Linked DNA regions of Rattus norvegicus: region 1 is linked to region 2. Evidence: chromatin contacts called from public Hi-C data. All regions are on one chromosome and are shown on one strand. Each heading gives the region's core, a stretch centred on a gene start, on an enhancer-like site or on the middle of the called end of the contact. The rest is flanking DNA. Distances are from core to core; before and after follow the strand shown.

What was found. A called contact is a pair of places that touch in the nucleus more often than the background predicts.
Region 1: a contact with region 2 is called in a Hi-C map of kidney, with 6 times the contacts expected there. The contact joins the promoter of Cldn11 here to the promoter of Rpl22l1 in region 2. A contact is called at or near these places in 12 of 12 Hi-C or Micro-C datasets (the A7r5 cell line, the Rat2 cell line, Schwann cells and 7 more).

The regions. Positions count from the first base shown.
Region 1 is chr2:114,147,283-114,151,490 of GRCr8, reverse strand. Cldn11 (claudin 11) reads left to right here and starts at 1,952. Exons shown (of 3, transcript NM_053457.3): 1 at 1,952-2,372. The coding sequence starts at 2,147.
Region 2 is chr2:113,681,071-113,685,271 of GRCr8, reverse strand. Rpl22l1 (ribosomal protein L22 like 1) reads right to left here and starts at 2,076. Exons shown (of 4, transcript NM_001108548.1): 1 at 1,961-2,076; 2 at 912-1,004; 3 at 650-771; 4 at 140-374. The coding sequence starts at 1,969. The coding sequence ends at 230.

The DNA of each region.
Region 1 (4,208 bases), core at 703-3,202, 470 kb before region 2:
TGTGGGAGAATCCCTATGTCAAATAAAATGGAGCAAAACAAGAAAGCCCAGAGAGCCTGGCCATGAGACTGTCTGCAGCGCCCGTGGCCTATGGAGAACCTTTTAAATTAAATTAAATAAATTAGCTCATGGCTAATTTATTCAGTTAGATTATATCTCTGCTGGCCTCCCTCGGGTGCCGGTTTGTGTGTGTCTGTCATAGAAAATGATAACAATAATTTAAGTATTTAGTGTCCTGTCTCTTACATGCACCTTACATTCTCATGTGATTTGTGCTACCTTCACCTTCACAGTACGCACGGTGGGAAATTCACTCTTCTCACTTCCAAGTGGAGATCCTGAGAGTCACATGGGTGAAGGAACAGATCTAGGAGGAACGTGTTCCCTGGGTGTCACCTTCCAAGACAGAAACTTTGGGAGTTTAGTAAGCCATTTTACTACTCTGTGCCAAAGTTCTGAATTCTGACTTTGCAAAAGTGTGTGTGTGTGTGTGTGTTTGTGTGTGTGTTTGTGTGTGTGTGTTTGTGTGTGTGTTTGTGTGTGTGTGTTTGTGTGTGTGTTTGTGTGTGTGTGTGTGTGTGTGTGTGGCATATGCCACACATGCATTCAAGAGACCCATGGGTGGGCGGCCATTGCTCAACTCTGACTGACTGAGCCGTCACGTGTAGAACATTAATTCTAACAGAGTTCCAAGAATGTAAGCTTCGTAGCTAGTTTTGCTAGCTACTCCCTCAGCCCAAGGGCACAGAATGAGCCTATCTTCAAGTAGAGAATGGGGGTGCCAAGTAGCCTTTGCCGATAGCTTCTGCTCCCACTCAATCTGGGCTAGCGGTTGGTGGAGAACAGAAGCTAACTTATTTACAGCGATCTGGGCAGAGTGCCTGGCTTTTTAATGTATCATAAGCGGAACACCAAGTGCTTTAGGGACATTCAGAAAGTGATAACCAGGACGGATTCCCAGGAATGGTCAGGGACAGGAATGAGATGGGCCCAGGAATTCTCCTTCCTAGCTGTGTAAACTTGAGGTGTTCATCCTTTTGGGGGCTGTTTATTCTGTGTAGCTTTGACAGTTGTTCCCACTACCAAGTGTGAACAATTCAGTAAGCCGTAGTATCAAAGCACATGTACGTAGCAGTGAGTATTAATAACGGTGAGTAATTGTTGATACCATTGTTTTGACCAGAGCTAACTCTGCTGGCACCACGGGAAAGCATCTTTATTGTGTTAATTGTTTCTTGTAGAGTGTTTGCATGTGTGTTTGTGTGTGGTGTGTATGTGTGTGCACGCGTGTGCACTAGGAGGATGTCTCAGGTCCTTCTCTATCGCCTTCCACCTTATTTCCTTGAGCCATAGAATCACACTAAACCTGGCGTTAGAGTGGCAGCCAGTAAACTCAGAGATCCTTCTGTATGTCCAACAGCACTGGGTTACAGTCTTTTAGGCAATGGCGGGCTTCTTATTGGGTGCTGGGGATGGCGATTGAAGTTGTCGCACGTGCAAGTGCATCAAGTGTTCTCACTCACTAAGCCATCTTCCTGGTCTTTTCTTGTGGTAGCATCGGAGTGAAGAATGTGTACCCTCTTAGTTTCTTAGGGGCGTAAGAAACTTTGGAAGTGTCCACAGCTAAGAAGAGGGAGGGAAGTTGGTAGAAGTTGAGGAGGAAGACACAGACAGAGATAAGAGAGGGGCCCAACAGGAGCCGGACGCACCCCCTGCACTCTGCAGGTCTCCTTAGGGATGGGATTAGTTTACTTTCCAACGCTGACCACGCGTCACCGGCCCGCGGGGAGGTCTGCTGCTCCTCCTCATCCTCTGCTCTCTTCCACACCCTGTACCAGAGCCTGACCCGCGATTGGTCCGCTCGGCTCGGGGCTGTCACGGATTGGCGCTTGCCAGCCGGGTCCACGGAGTTTAAAGAGGGGGCGGGGACACGCTGCCCAGCAGCGCTGCAGTCCCCGCCAGGCGCACCTGTCCCCGCTGCACGCCGTCGCAGCAGCGCTCGCAGCCTCTCCTCTCCACTCGGAGTATCCCGGAGCCAGCGGCTTGCGAGGGCGGGAGAGAGCAAGCCTAGGGAAGGCTCTGTCCAGGCCGGCGCAGGGGGCACAGTCCGTGTGGGTCGAGCTGCGTGGACGTCGCTGCGGCCACCATGGTAGCCACTTGCCTGCAGGTGGTGGGCTTCGTCACTAGCTTCGTGGGTTGGATTGGCATCATCGTCACAACGTCCACCAATGACTGGGTGGTGACCTGCAGCTACACCATCCCCACCTGCCGCAAAATGGACGAACTGGGCTCCAAGGGGCTGTGGGCCGACTGCGTCATGGCCACTGGTCTCTACCACTGCAAGCCCCTGGTGGACATCCTCATCCTCCCTGGTAAGGACCCCGAGCTTGCAAGCAGCTTCCAGAGGCAGGTTGGGCCAGAGATGGGGAGTTTTAGACAGGGCTCTTGGAAGTTTGGAGACTCAGAGAAGTCTGGGTACATTTTTGACATCTCCAATCCTACCTCATAGGAGAGTTAGTCCTAGTGAACCACTTGTCAGCTTCAGTTTCTTTGTACATGGGGTAATAAAGATAGTTTGGCCACTGTTTTGAGAATTTGATGAGTCAAGTCGTATACACATGGTGGGAATCACTCTGTTAATTCCCATGATTTCGTCATCCCAGGTACCCAAGCTAATCGACACTGCCGTCCCGATTCCCTGCTGTCTTCAGTGGGCTTCTGGTTAGAGCCGCCCATAGGACTGAGGGGGAAGGAACAAAGCGACCTCAAATAGGTGTGGGCTGAGCTTCTTAGACTGCGTGGTACCCCGGAGGCATCCAGTGAGGTTAGGTTCACATTTGAGGAGATGCTGGACTGCCTAGATAAGAGAATCCCAGCTGGTTCTCACAGTTCAGGGCCTGCTTATCTGACCGGTCACCCTCCCTGCCTATCTTTTGCCTCCTGGATTCCTCAATAGCAGGCTGCAGTGACTGCCCCCCACCCACTCCAGGGTGATACCCTTCTCCAGTTCTGCCCAGCTGGCTGCTAGGTACTGGGAAGAACCAGTACCCTGGGGGAGGGAAACTCCACCAGGGAGACACAAGTCAATGCCCAAGGTCACCGGATGGGGTGGGGATGGGGTGGGAGGTGTGTGTGTGTGGGGTGGGGTCTGGTTTGGAGATGTTGGCCAATCTCTGCCAGTCTCTGAAACCCCGGGTGAGGGAGTTTGGGAAGGAACATCTTCCTTTGGGTGTCATGGGAAAGTTTGTGGAAACTCTTTTAAAAACTTGTAGCCAGTTGGATGACTTGGGTGGTTGTGGACACCACTTGTAGATTTCTGCTAGAATTCTGTCAACTCCTGTGGCTTCACCATCACCTAGGTGAGGTGGTTTTGGGTGAGGTACATATTTAAGGGTTTAGCCAGCCCTAAGGTCAGCCCTAAGGTCTTGAGAACAGCTAAATTTGTGCCTTCTCCAGGGAGAGCATCATGGTTTCCAGAGACTCTGAACCCCCTTTTAGAGCCTTAGGTGCCCTCCCTTTTCAGGACAGGACATTAGGAATTCACCTCCCTCCTTCCGCTCACTGGCCGCTGACTTATCTTTATCCCAGGATGAGGAATTGGGCTTTGTCTATGTTAGGCGAGCTCTCTACTGAGCAATATCCCCATCCCCATTGCATTTTAAATTCTCTTTGCATTCTCTCCTGGTCCACACCTTTTCCTATACCACATGGTGCATGTCAGACCTGCCATTTGCTACCCTTCAGTCCACTTGGACATTCAGAAGAACAGGCATGAGGGGACCCTGGTGTGGACTTCTTTTAACCCTGGCTTTGGTAGAACTGGGTTAGATCCAGCACTCACAATCTGGGTTATCCAAGACAAGGTGCTAACCTCAACAAACCTTTGTAGTTTTTCTTTAAAGAATTTAAACCAAGACAACCGGTTATCTTTCAGGATTGCTTATGGGAGCCAATGAGTCAGGGAATGAAGTCCAGCTTTGAAGTGCTCTAGAAAGGGCAAATGTTGTTTTCTAATAGCTGGGCATGGCTGTAGAGATTTCTAAGTGATGTGTAAAATCACTTCTGTTTCCTTCCCCTGAAATTACGTTTCCTGAGCAGTCAATGCCAAATGGTTTGTTTTCAGAACACACAGGCCACACTGGAGGCAGGGAGTATATTTTTGTGGAGAAGACTTATTGTTCTGCGTTCCCAACCCTACCCATCTTGTG
Region 2 (4,201 bases), core at 827-3,326:
CACCCAGCTGTTGGGTATCTAACAAGCAGTGAGCATGAATAATTCACCCACAATGAGCCATTCTGTTAATTAGAAACACGAATCACTCAATGACCCAACTTTTTTCTAGGCTTCTAACACACCGATGAACCATACTTGCTTTTATAGAGTAAAATGATTTTTATTTGCTCAACAAGTCTGATTTTAGGTTTCTTTAGCATATTTCCATTTTATTAAAAGCAAAGGCCAATTAGTCCTCAGACTCTGAACCATCTTCATCTTGACTAATTTGGAAGTAACGAAGTTCGTAAGTCTCCTTGTCAGATGCGACCACACGAAGCCAATCACGGAGATTATTCTTCTTAAGGTATTTCTTGGTAAGATATTTCAAATACCTTTGAGACAAAACCAAGATTTTATTAGATGTATATACAAGCAATCCCACCAAGACATGCACTGTCACATCTGTCTTGCAACTCCAATTCACTAGACTGATTTCAAGAAGTGACCAGGACACCATGAATCTGCTGTCTCTCTACCTAAAATACACCAATATTCCTTATGTTTGAAACTAAGCAGCGAGAGTCATCTGACTTTTTAAACAGATTAATATAATAATTTTAGCAGAATGCCTGCAACATACTCCATCATAACTTAAAACAGAACTGACCTTTTTGAGAACTGTTTCTCAGAAACAACTGTGATTTTATTCTTCAGGCGTTCAATGTGAACAACATTTCCAAGATTTCCAGTTTTTCCATTGACTTTAACCTTCTCCCGTAGAAACTGTTCCTGTTTTCAAACAGAAAAAATGCAAAACTAGGGAAGAAAACCCTAGTCACTAGGGAAGGTACCCTAGGAGCACAGCTTAGGTTAATACCGAGTACTATATTTAAATGCCAAGATCTATACAATTACAGTAAGATACTTACAAAATTTCCAGAATCAAAAATTCCATCTTCTACTGGATGAGTAAGGTCCAAATGAAACCTCCAGGTTGACTTCTTAGGCTTCTTGTCTTTCTGCTACAAACACAATTATGATGGTATGAAAGCAATTTATTCAGCTTAGATACTGAATACCCACCCCCGAATTTATCAAAGCAGCACACGTTGTATAATGGGGCTATACACAGAGTTAACCAATACCTAAAGGAGCCTGTACTACATGAAAAGGGTAACTTCATTAACTCGGTTTAAAGCAAGGTTTCAATTCCCACGGAAACTTCATTTTGCCAGTAAGTGCCTATCAAATGTAAATATATTAGAATATGTAGTGAGGAATGTTGCTTGATTCTGAAGAACTGCTTCCTACTGTAACTGAACAGAGAACCAATGTAAGTTTCAAATCAAAGCTCCCACCTGGTTGGTGTTTAACTTAAAACAGCATTTTTAAAGTAATAGGCTTCATTTATGGTTTGTTGTAATTGGTCCAAAGCACCTAAATGGCTACCAACTAGTAATAGTCTGCGTCCTCACCACCCTCCAATTATCACCAACCCGGAACTGGCATTTGAGTGAATGACGGGGCTGAACCTGCCCACTGCCGTGCAATGGCCAGGTAATCCCGATGGGTTTATCGTTAGACATTAGCTTTGAATCCTTACTGAGCAGCCTAATCTTTAACAGTATTTGGCTAAAGTGACTTTCCAAATGTTTAAACCATGCTCTTCAAGTTGCTAGCGTCACCCTGGCCACCCTGCTTATCTTCCGGTCAGCGACCACAGGCTATCAGAAACCAGGGAGAAACCAAGAGGCCCGGAGACCGACCTCGCCTGCCGATACTAAACTAGTCGCGGGCCCGGCTCCAGCCCCGCCAGGCCGCAGAGCACACAGGGCACAACTGGGGCTCTATTGTACCAGTAGAGAACCCCGGGACGACTCTATTATCACCGCTTTCTCTCCTGCCGCGCTCCCACTTGCTAGACCTAGCAAAAAGCTACCTTGTAGCCCCCTAGAAAGGCACGCGCACGTATACTCACCGGCGCCATGATGAGCAGCAGCCTTGAGAAGAGGACGGGCCTCCGCTGTACGCACGCTTTTATATAGGAACGTGCTGCGTCATACGCAGAGCGTGCGCGCTGCGCAACTCGGAACCGGATATCCACGGAGCGCTCAGCAAGTCACCTAGGAAACGGAGGCGTGGCGTTGGGGGTGCGGATGCCTGGGCGTTTGGCTTCCGCCTGCGCCATCTAGCGGGCGGCGGGGGTTGACTGATTCTCTGCTCTGGCTGTGGACTTTCCAAACTAACAAACCAGAGTGGAATATGTTCAAGAAATGCAGGAGTGATGTGTCACAATTCAGGAAGGCAGAATCTCAATGTTGCTTTATGATCGTCTCTATTATATTGAGATTATAATCCTCAGAAGTTCTATGTTTTGTCTAGGTTTTAAGGTAGAGGATGTCCTTCTGAAATGAACATGTTGAGTATACTTTGGGTTTACAGGATGGGCATAATTTATTCTACTTTCTACTTACTGACTTGACAATTTGCTGAGATCTAATTATCAATGTTTACAAAGTACACAGGGCTGGAGGTATCTTGATGACAGAAAGAAAAACAACCTTTGAGTTTTGAGTGGTTATAAATTGGTGCCGGGCCAGAAAAGTGGTGAGCCTGTTGGTGTTCAGTAATAATACATTTCTGTGGGTGTGAAACTCTAGTATTTAGGGACAGGAGATGGGATGGATTTTAGTTGTACATTTGGAAAAGGCCCTAGAATGTACGAGTTGTGTTTGTGTTCTCTCCAAGCGATTGGTTATAGGCATTAATACAGTGGAGGTAGGTTTAAGAAGAAATCAATTTCATTAAAATTTAAAATCTGTTTGCCATAAGAATCACAAAAACTTTCCATTCCAAATGTTCAGTCAGGGATCCAGGTTGACATTTCTTCCTAAAGGGCTCTCTGTTCTGCAGAGCAAAATAATATTTGAGTCATTAGGTATTTTGAAAATAAGCCATTAATTGACATCTAAAAATTTTTGTTTAGCTCATCTTTGGTAACTTTCTATGTCATAACAATTAACACTTAATCTATTTACATAAAGGAGACATAAAAACAGTGTGATTCTAATTAACTGGTAATCACCAAATACTAAATTAGAAACCATAATGGGTGAAAATTATTAGACTTTTTTTCTCTGGATTAAAAAAGTGTTAACCAGATAGCAAGAATTAATGTCAATAATTCTCTCTGAGCCCTGGATTTCCTACAGAGTGTATGGTGGCATATACGCCTGTCTTAGTGACTATTCTGCTGTTGTGCAGACACCATGGCCAAAGGCATGTATAGAAGAAAGGTTGTTGATGACTTACATAGAGGGTGAGTCCCTGACCATCAGAGTGGGGAGCCTGGCAGCAGGCAAACAGGCAGGCACTGGAGCAGTAGCAGAAAACTTCCACCTTGATGCACAAGCACCGAGCAGAGAGAACTAACTGGGAATGGTGTGGGCTTCTGAATCCTCGAAGCCTACACAGTGACACATCTCTTCCCACAGGCCCCCATTTCCATCCTTCCCAGTTGGGGCGCTCAAATATATGAGCTTATGGGGGCCACTGTCATTTAAACCACTTGTCTTTTGATTGTTTTTTGGTTTTAAAATGCTGAGAAAAATTAGAACAAGGGCAAATGTGCAGTCCCAACTACTTGAAAGTTATATTAGAGTCTCTCTCTCTCTCTCTCTCTCTCTCTCTCTCTCTCTCAGACAGGGTCTCACTATAAAGCTACGGCTAACTATCATAGAAGCTATGAAGACTGGGTTGGGTTTGAACCCACAAAGATACTCCAGCCTCTGCTTTATAAGTGCCGGGATCAAAGATGTGTACCATCATGCCTGGTAGACAGATATATTTCTAATAGATTATAAACTTAACTCACTGGATGTACTTGATATCAGATCATGAATAGCTGGATCAGTTAAAAAAATACAGGCTATTGTAGATTAAGTGTATTGCAAAACTCCATATTATATAGCCACCACCTAAAATGGGTAAGACATAATGTTATAAATGACTTGTAATGCATGGTTAAGATATAGTGAAGTAAAAGAATGTTTTGGAGGCCCAAAAGCAAGCTATGTTCATACATATCCGAAGTTTGAATTTTCACTTCCAAGATAGAATTTAAAAAAAAAAATCTAAAACTGCAGTTAATATGTGCTTGGACTGACACCAGAACTCTCTGCAGAAAAGCACCTTTGATCTTGTCAGGAAGAAGTCCCTG